3 separate regions of the Danio rerio genome follow, and regions 2 and 3 are each linked to region 1. A link is a contact called in public Hi-C and Micro-C data. All regions are on one chromosome and are shown on one strand. The core of a region is the stretch at or near the end of the contact, and the rest is flanking DNA. Distances in the headings are between cores, read along the strand shown.

Region 1 (3,299 bases), core at 432-2,931:
CACATATTCTCTGCACTCTGACTGCCTCAAAATTGCTGATAAGCCATGCTGGGCATTTCTCTCTGTCTCCCGCTAAACGAAGTCGACCAATCACAACAGACTGAGTCATCAGACCAATCAGCGCAGATTAGCATCGCACTAAAGAGGGGTTCGGGAACGAATCAAATGTGAGTCGTTGGGATAAATAATAAATGCTTATTATAAGACAATGAAAGTGTTTGTTGACCTTGCATGCATATCAGCCAGTTGTTGGAGACCCCCAAAACCAAAATATGACCCTTTTTAAAGCATAATAGGCGCTCGTAAATAAATAAAATAGGTCACACTTTACAATAAGGTTTATTAGTTAATGTTAATTAATGCATTTACTATCATGAACAAACAATGAACAATACATCTACTACTGTATTTGTTCATGTTAGTTAACGTTAGTAAATGAAAATACAGTTGTTCACTGTTAGTTCATGTTAACTCATGGTGCATTAACTAATGTTAACAAGCATGGACTTGAATGTTAATAATGCATTAGTAAATGTTCAATTATGATTAATAAATGCTGTACATGTGTTGTTCATGATTAGTTCATGTTAGTAAATGCATTAACTAATGAACCTTATTGTAAAGTGTTACCATAAAATAATAATAAAATTGTCCAAATAACTACATTTCAAAGTAAAAACAAGATTATTTTGCTTCCCCCACTTGTAGGTAATTTAGCTTGTTTTAAGGAAAAATTCTTCATTTTAACATTGAAAAAAATATATTTTTACTTGATCTACAAAATTTTATATATTTGGACTAGAAATGAGACTCAAAGTAGGAAAAGCATTCTTTGCATTGTGGTGATTCACTCTCTGTACCTCAATACTGTTAGACTCTTCTAACAGTCCACAAGACCATCTTGTGAAACTTTATTCATATCACAATATTCACCACAGAAAATTAAAATATCACAATATCTGATTTTTCCAATATATAAAGCACCTCTTCTTCAGCCTCGAGTATGATTTCAGGTCAGCTCCTCGGAGAGCGCCATCCAATCCTCACTTTGAAAGGGCGTCTCCCTCCTAAAGCTGCCACCATTGATGTGCGATGCGAGGACAAGAGGCTTTGCCAGGCGAGAGGACACCTGTTCTCCAGGAAGATTACAACCAGACGAAATATTGATTTTCAGATTTCCTCCCTATAGCGCACAAAGCCCGCTCAGATTAGAGGGTTATCCCCTCTTCGGCCTTAAATGGACTGCCTAATTCCTCTCATCTTGTCATTTGGACCCCCTGCCGAGAGCAGTTTCCAAAATCACAATGACATTTGCAGGAAAGAAACAACAAAGAAAAAAAGATATTGGCCCACACACACTTCAAAACGTGGTGTTGTACTTTTCCACTGGCCGTAACGTCTAACAGAGATGTTTTCCTGGAGCGATACGGTGTGTATAAACTGTGGGACTAAACTGGCTCCATTGTTTGGGTGTCGAGGGCGGACAGCTCTTCCAGTCACACATCGCTGAGATCTCCAAAAAGACAGACTCGGGCTAACAGAGAGTGTCTGAAATTCTTCTGAGGCCTTATCTAACTCTCTACCAGCATCAATAATGCAGCGTTACTCTGTAAAAGGACAGATAAGCTCGCTCCGGCCTGCATCTTCTGCTTCAGAGGCTTGCCCGGGCAGCTTGTTTTAGGAAGGGTCAACACTGACATCAAATGGTGTAGGCCTGTAATTGCAGGAATCATTTTGGGCCTGTCATTTGACCAAAGATATAACGTTTTAGTTATCTGTACGCTGTAAAACTTGACAGTCACTAAATGAAATAAGTTAGTTTAACATATAATAAAAAAAAAAAGTTACTTTGACTCTTTTATGATGTTTATGAGTTACCAAAACTAATTTTCAATGATTATATTAAGCAGAACTCTAATCGAATGAGTTATGAATTAATGAATTATACACTGGAAAACCTTAAAAGTAATGGTAACTCATTTGAGGAAACCGATTGCAACAAACCATTTAAGTTCAAAAACTAATCCAAATGAGTACTGTGAACTTAATTCATTTGAGTAAAGGAAGCAATTTGAGCACATTAAAACCCAATAAATAAAGAGAACTCAAACCAATTGAGTACTGTAAAACTCAACAAGTAAAGGCAACTCAAACCGTTTGACAAAACCGATTGCTACAAACCATTTGAGTTAAACTATCTATACGAGTACTGTTATATTTTGTTTAAGTTGAAGTAATGAGGTATTTAATTAACTCTTTACCTCCAACACTGAGTTCAAAGCCCTTTAGAATTAACTTTCATTAAATTTCGAGTTCTTTACACTCATTCCATTTGATAAAGTGACTGTTTTGTTTTAACCCTAATGCTAGAAGGAATACTAAACCATTTGAGTAGCTATATAGTTGTTTGAACTTAATTTAAGTTAATTGAACTAATAGTAATTTGATAACTGAACTTTAAAATTTTTGTATTTAGCATTTTAGTATTAGTAACTTAAACATTTTACGATATCAGCACAAATGATACATGTGACACAATATATAAGTTCACAATACTCAAACCATTTTGTTTCAAAACCTAAATGGTTTGCCGCAATCGGTTTCCTTTAACAGTTTGAGTGAACTTATCGGGTTTTACAGTGTAGATGCAAAATTGCACTGTTAAACCCAACAGTCAACTTTATCAAATAAAATCAGTGTAGTTAACTCAATTTACTTAAAGGTAATTCTACTCATTTGAAAAGAGTTTTAAACTCAGTGTTGAAGGGAATGAGTTAATTAAATACCTCCAACTTAAATGGATTAAGTTCGCTGTACTCATTTGGATTAGTTTTGGAACCTAAATGATTTGTTGCTATCAGTTTCCTCAAATGATTTGAGTTAGCTTAACTTTTTGGTTTTTACAGTGGGGTGGTAACTGTTTTATGCTATTTTAAGTAACTAAAATGCTGCATTTTTGAGTGCAAACCTACAAAGATGTTATTTTTTTACTTTTTGCTTAAGGTACTGTACCACTGTTACTAAAAAACAAGACTTCAAAAACAAAATCATGTTTTTCAATATCTAAAAATCCTTTTTATAAGCTTAATTATTCATATAATGTTTTTTTTTAATGTTTTTTTTTATTATTATTTCATGTGTCTTATTTAAGCTCTGGTGCTGTTTTGTGTATCTGCCCAAACAACGTTTCTACTTAATTTAATGTAGTAAGAAAATAAGATGAGGCGTCACAGTGGTGTAGTGGGTAGCACGATCGCCTTACAGCAAGAAGGTCGCTGGTTTGTGCCGCGGCTGGATCA
Region 2 (3,405 bases), core at 551-3,050, 580 kb before region 1:
ACAATTTCTCTTCGCAAAGTGTGATATTTGCACACAGGTAGAGTTGTCGACCCAGAACGGCCACCCTCCCTCCCCTTGGATTTAATCTTTGAACGGTAATCCGACTCTCAACACCACCCACAGACTTAGACCTAAATTCAGAGCAACCTAGAATCTCAATCAAGAATATCATGAGGCGTGGGTACACCATACAATGATGAGAGGTGTGATCATAACAATGGAGGAGTTGCTGATGTCAATAGAGCACCACAGCCAAATCAAGCAATAACTACACACACACACACTCAGAAAAACAGTTTGGAGTTGTCTTTCTTGAGGCGTCTTTAGAGTTCTGGGCAGCATAAATTATGCAGTTCTGGTGAGTCTGATGCTGCTTTGCGTCTGTGCAAATGAAATGCAGCATCAGAGCAGCTTTAAACATTCACTATATATTGAAATTCACTATCATATGTTAATGCTTTTATTCATAAACATGTTTATGTTCATATTATGATTGCAGTTTCTACTTTAGATGAAGAAAATATCAGATAGCAATATAATTATGCATTGCTTTATCAGTGTATTGCATTTGTATGCCTATTTTAGCCATTATATGGTAGGTAATTTTAAAGCAATACTATGGTACTACTATGTTAAATTACAAAAGTGGTAGCTCTGAGCCCAATTGTATGCCCAATACATTTTCAACAGCAATCGTGCTTGTAATAATAATGGTTTTGAATAAAACAAACAATCTACATCCAAATATTAAAACATAAGTGGTGCAATAGTACTTGCACAATGGTTCCACAAATACTATGGTACATTCCCAGAAAACGCGGTGCTCCCGCTGCACTGTAGCCAACATCTAGGATGACTTTGGAAATCGTTTGTTAATAATTGGCTTTGGATGAAACATAAACAGGCTTTGCTAATCCTTGCGCTGGAATATGATGAAAAAAAAAAGCAGGGAGCTGCGCAGACCGGCCACAACACAGAAAAGCTCATGCAGAAACATGCGCACGCCATAAAACAGGATCAGAGCAAGCCACAAAGTTCCCACCAGATACACGATCTCAACGCAACAATGCTTCCGTGCAACAAAGGCGCACTGCTTCCCAGTCAACTTACCAATGGGTGGGTGCGGTGGTTTGTATCCCTTCTCGTTCGTACACACTCCCCTGCCGTGCAGCAGGGCGTGAAGCGGCTTCTCCTCGCCGTTGCGCGGCAGGCAGCGCAGCCCGTGTGTGCATGTACCGGTGTACACCCCGCACGCCTGCCCCTCCGCCAGAGCGCAAGTATAGCAGCAGCCGCAGCCGGGCTCCTTCACTAGCTGACAGCCCACCGGGACCGGAGGACACATGGAGAGCGCCTTCTGATCGCACGGCTCGCACGGTACAAAAGAGCCTCCGCTGACGGACAACACCGTCAGAAATGTACCCAGCACAAGAAGAGCCATACTTCGTGTCAATGTGAATGAGGTCCGATGGAAATTAAAAAGAAGCAAGAACTAGATATGAGGGCGCATGGACGTCTGGCTCAGATTCGAGTTAAAGTCCGCATGCAAAGTGAAAACACAGGTTGGGGTTTTAAAAACGAGAAAATAAAAATAGTCTCTTTAAAAAAAGTATGATGATGATAACGTTGATGATGATAATGATGATGAAAGAATCCTGTGGATTTTTTAATATAAATATATTAAAAAAGATTCACTTGAGTATTCTCCAGTAGTCCAGTTTGTGCACAAGTTGTTGCGCACTGAAATTCTGGACTTTCCGATTCCAAAACACTTTCCCCTCTAGAAGTTTTCTGAGCAGACTGATCAACTTCACAGCAGTGCTTGCCTTTTTAAAAACAGCCAAACCCAAACCCCTAACTATGAATAAGCCAAACAGCGGTGAAGGGAGGCGCACTTGCCAGATCGTGGCGCAGCGCCAGCGCCTTTTTTCCCCCCTCGGCAATAGGATCAGTCTTTTACGCAGTGATGCCAAGAGCGCAGAGCAAAACACAAATCCATGCAAAATCGAAGATATGCTCCTCTGAGATCTTCCGTGCACTTTGCGGCTGGTAGAGCGACAGATTCGTGCACGGAACTCGTCGGCTTTCCAACAGATTCCGCGTCAGATGGAAACATGTATGTGACAAGATAAAGTCGCTCGCTCACACATGCGTTATGAAGAGTACACACAAAAGAGCACGATTAGGATCGCTCTGCTGATATAGGCACCACCCGTATATTAGTGCGCGCAGAGAACATGTTTGAGTAGGGGTAGATGTGTTTCGGTTCAGCGTCTGCTGCAACGCTGTGTCGCTTTGCTCTGTGCGTCTCAAACTTTGACACAATATCCCCGCTTTAGTCTTTTACACATTAAAATCCAGCAGTTATCCATAAACTGCTCACTTTAATGTCAAGTACAAAGTGTGCTTGGAGGGAACGATTATGCCATGCTCAAATCTCAACTACTCCCATTTTAACCAATAATTCTGACCATGTGAGTTTTATATTCATTCCTAATAACACATCTCTATTTAAGTAAAATGTAGAAAACACTAAGTTTTGTACTCGTTTGTGTTCATTACAAAGCAATTTAAATGCCAGATGTAACCGGTGTTACTAACTTCTTCTCATAACAGTGAGATTTCACACATGTAACTTTAAATGGTTAAACCGATGGTGTTACAACTCGTATAAATGCGCAGCAATAACTTCTGACTGCAGCAGTGAAGTTCATATACCCATCGCCGCAGCGCACAATTAAAACCAGCTGAGGTGTGTGGCAAATACTGTGGTAAATCTCTTTTCTGTCATGCAGAGAGGCTTTCCTTCGGTTGCCAAGTCTCGTTTGAGCTTTAATTACAGTGGTCTCGGTGGTAGTTTAAGAATAGGCAATCTACACCCACCTGTTCCAAACTCTGAACTACCGAAACCACAATTTAGAAAAGATGAGATTTAGCAGACACGATTGTTTAATCATGCCGTTCGCTCAGTGTCCAAGTGGCCCTCTGCTGTGTTTACATGTCCCTGATTTGCCTTATAGAGCGCTCCAAAATGGCATTTGCACATGTCCCATATGTAAAGTTCATCAGTGCTGTGAAACGAGCTGCTCTGTTTTGCTTTGGAATCTCTTTGTCAGATGTATGATACCAAGTTTAAAGAACTGCGCACGATATTTCACTTCATTTGATTGTTCTGGGTCTTTCATACATGCTGTCTCTTGTTTTAACCAGCTAGTGTGTCTGTGTGGAGTATCTTGCAGCTTTAGTTCGACTAGTGGAGATTTCGACCGCTAGAAGGAGCTGTTAGCAATGCTAAGAGGCTCTCTCTGTGTGTGTGTGTGTGTGTGTGTGTGCGTGTGTGCGTGTGTGTGTGTGTGTGTGTGTGTGTGAAATGATTGCTGAATGTTTCATTATTGGAGATTTACACAG
Region 3 (3,243 bases), core at 420-2,919, 640 kb before region 1:
TTTGTATTTCAAACTTATTGTTCTATGTAAACGATACATTGATAATGTGTTTTTAATATGGAGTGGTACTGAATCGGAGCTATTAGAATTCTATTCTTATGTCAATAATAGTTCTAGTGCTTTAAAGTTCACCATGGAATTCCACAAACACAAAATGAATTTTTTTTAGATGTACTTGTAAGTTTGACTGCATCTGGTATACAAACAACACTATACCAAAAACCCACTGATCGTAAAATAATTTTACATGGACATTCGTACAATCCAGTACCATTAAAACGTTCGTTACCTATAACCATGGTGTTTTAAAACTATTTTAGCTTCACGCAGAGCTGATGCAGATGTTGTTGTTACAAATGGGTTATATGCACGAAAGTGTTGTTCAGCCACTGAAATCTCATGGGGAAAGATTGATGTGACAATTTTCAGTTTTATAAAGGCCTTTTTTACAGCATCGATGATGTAGATTTATATTTAGTTTAACAACAAAACATCAGTTATTCTGCCTAGCCTGCTGTACTGAGCTGAAATTGCTTTTATGTTCACATCGGGTCATTTCTGAACAATGACAGCATGTGACGCGTTCCCTATATTGTTAACCTTGCTACTCTGAATATTCGCTGTGAAATAGCATGTAAGTGTAGCTGCACGCTGCTGACCAACAACTACATACACTTCTAACTGGCGAATGATTTGAACTAGTGGGTTGCGTTCGTGATTTCACGAGGCGTGACTTTGAAACACAGTCCCTCCCCTGCCGTCCTAAACTAATATGCTAACCAATTAGCATTTTGGCTCATCACTTACAACTGCACCTTTAAGTAAGTGTAGGTAGCTTAGGTTGGTGGATATTTATTAACGTTCTGTACAATAAAATAAACCTCAACAAACAGTAAATGGGGCAGCATGCTGGCTAGTCATTAGCACTATCGCCTCACAGCAAGAAGGTTGCAGGTTTAAGTCTCGGCTGGGCTGGTTAGCACTTCTGTAAGGAATTTGCATGTTCTCCCCGTGTTAGCGTGGGTTTCCTCTCGGGGCTCTGGTTTCCCCCACATTTGAAAGACGTGCTATAGGGGAATTGGAGATACTAAATTGGCTGTAGTGTATGAATGTGTGTGTGAATGAGTGTGTATGGGTGGTTCCCAGTACTCTGTGTATATATACATTTAAATGGAGACGCCTTAATAAACTTATTGGAAATTTCACAAGAAAAACAATGTTGTGCTTGGTTTTAATCGCAAGTTTATTCTTTCATGAGTTATATACTAGCCCCCTCACATATACTAATGTGCTACAAACAGAACGTTAAAATCTACACCAATTCCCATTTTATTAAGGTGTATCCATATGAATGGCCCACCCTGTATATCAACTCAAACTAAATTGCTTGGGGCTAAAAAGTTTTTAGAAATGACCCACATACGCTGAAAGTTACTTTTGCCTGAACTATCAAATAAAAGTGTCTTTTTTCATTAGTCGTTCACTTGTGAGTTGCCAGGCACGTTTTGACTTAAAAGGGCGCATATCTCTTCACAGGCCTCTGCAGCTATCTGAATCAAGAGCTGTCATTATTCCAAGCCTTTAACTTTCTCTCTCCGCTGTGCTTTGATGCGCTGCCAGAACACTGATCCTGACTTTGTTTTCATTGACAAAATAAGATCCTTTGCGGTCTTTGACCTGAGAGCCATAATCCACATTTCTATAAATAATATGTCAATTTGTTACGAAACGACTATCCTAACAGGACTGTGCAGCATTCATTAATTAACAATGGCTTTTAAAAAGCAATTACATTTTGGATCAAAATTAAACTTGCATGCAGGTATGAAAATTCTAAGTAGAAATTTGTGTATGCATATCAGAATTTCAAAAAATCTTTTTAAGGCAATAAATTGACTCTTTCCAAATAAAAATGTCTACTATATTTTAAAGCATCACTACAATAACTCCGGTCAAAAAACTATTTCTTTCTTTCTTTCTTTCTTTCTTTCTTTCTTTCTTTCTTTTTTTTCTTATTTAATAATATTACTTAAAACATTCCAATACAGGCCTAGAAAGCCATTACAATCAAAAGAGTAAGGTTGAAATCAACAAATAAGCACATCTAAACGTGCAAACTGTACATGAATTTGATCACTCTTAATAAATTATATTAAAACGAATTATGACTCTTACAATGTATTGTTATTACGTACCGAAATGCCATTGTGCTAGATAGAAGTGGCACATTTAGGACTTAAAATAATCATCCATTGTCATGATCACCAGCAATCTAGTAGCTGCGGATCGCTTAAGGACTACAAACCCGCCATTTATGGACTACAATATCCAGTCATGCAACACACACATTTTTTCCACAATAAAAGCAGTTTTTGTAATAATAATGAAGTTTTAAGTCCTGATTTTATAGTACAGTGACCTCTTAAATGCCAAAATATCATGTGAAAATGTACTTGTCAATGTCTGACCACTTTAAGTGATACAGTGGATGTAAATATATGAGTAGTACATAATTTATTTTTATATGAATAGTTATTGGGCGGGACGATGGCTCAGTGGTTAGTACCGTCACTACACAGTAAGAAGGTCACTGGTTTGAGTCCAGGCTGGGCCAGTTGGCATTTTCTTTCCATGTTTGAGTGGGTTTCTGGGTGCTACGATTTCCCCCACAGTCCAAAGAAATGCGGTACAGTTGAATAAACTAAATTATCTGCAGTGTATGAGTATGTGTGGGTGTTTTCCAGTACTGGGTTGTGGCTGGAAGGGCATCTGCTGTGGAAAAATATGTTGGTATAGTTGGTGGTTTAATCTGCTTTAGCGACCCATGATGAATGAATGAATGGTTATTTATTTATTTATTTAGTTTTTAATGGGTGATTGCCAAATAATACAGAATTTTCCAAGAATGTTTTAAAGAGAGCCAAGTGATATGAAGCTGGCTTGCAATATGGAAACCTTCAGATGATTAATTAAGATGTGGGTTCTTGCCAGGGCTGCCAGGTTTTCACTATAAAAGTAGCCCAGTGGCCATTCAAACAATAAAAACTCAACTAAAGTCCAACCAAACAATTTTGTTTTTGCCTCAGTTTCCTATTTTTACTGTTCAGAGATGCTCTTCTGTATACCTCAGTTGTAACGAGTGGTTATTTGAGTTACTGTTGCCTTTCTGTCAGCTTGAACCAGTCTGGCCATTCTCCTCTGACATCTGGCATCAAAAAGGCATTTGCGCCCACAGAACTGCCA

What was found. Hi-C and Micro-C count contacts between places; a contact is called where the count stands out from the background.
Region 2: a contact with region 1 is called in a Micro-C map of caudal fin, with 12 times the contacts expected there. The contact joins the promoter of igfbp5b here to the enhancer-like site in region 1. A contact is called at or near these places in 2 of 18 Hi-C or Micro-C datasets (caudal fin and an unstated tissue) and 3 of 4 datasets of contacts at active chromatin or transcription factors (caudal fin, embryo and pancreas).
Region 3: a contact with region 1 is called in a Hi-C map of an unstated tissue, with 6 times the contacts expected there. The contact joins two enhancer-like sites. A contact is called at or near these places in 2 of 18 Hi-C or Micro-C datasets (caudal fin and an unstated tissue).

What each region holds. Positions count from the first base shown.
Region 1 is chr9:49,234,625-49,237,923 of GRCz12tu, forward strand. No RefSeq gene overlaps it. Among named protein-coding and RNA genes, the nearest start is that of tns1b, 500 kb to the right of the region's middle. Within about 2 kb of position 1,682, at least 17 of the 62 cell types and tissues checked have an H3K27ac peak or open chromatin away from gene starts, as enhancers often do.
Region 2 is chr9:48,654,346-48,657,750 of GRCz12tu, forward strand. igfbp5b (insulin-like growth factor binding protein 5b) reads right to left here and starts at 1,801. Exons shown (of 4, transcript NM_001126463.1): 1 at 1,111-1,801. The coding sequence starts at 1,438. It overlaps LOC141376210 (a long non-coding RNA gene), which reads left to right. Exons shown (of 2, transcript XR_012385640.1): 2 at 1-1,606.
Region 3 is chr9:48,593,427-48,596,669 of GRCz12tu, forward strand. All of the region lies in intron 1 of igfbp2b (insulin-like growth factor binding protein 2b), which reads left to right. Among named protein-coding and RNA genes, the nearest start is that of igfbp2b, 36 kb to the left of the region's middle. Within about 2 kb of position 1,670, at least 3 of the 62 cell types and tissues checked have an H3K27ac peak or open chromatin away from gene starts, as enhancers often do.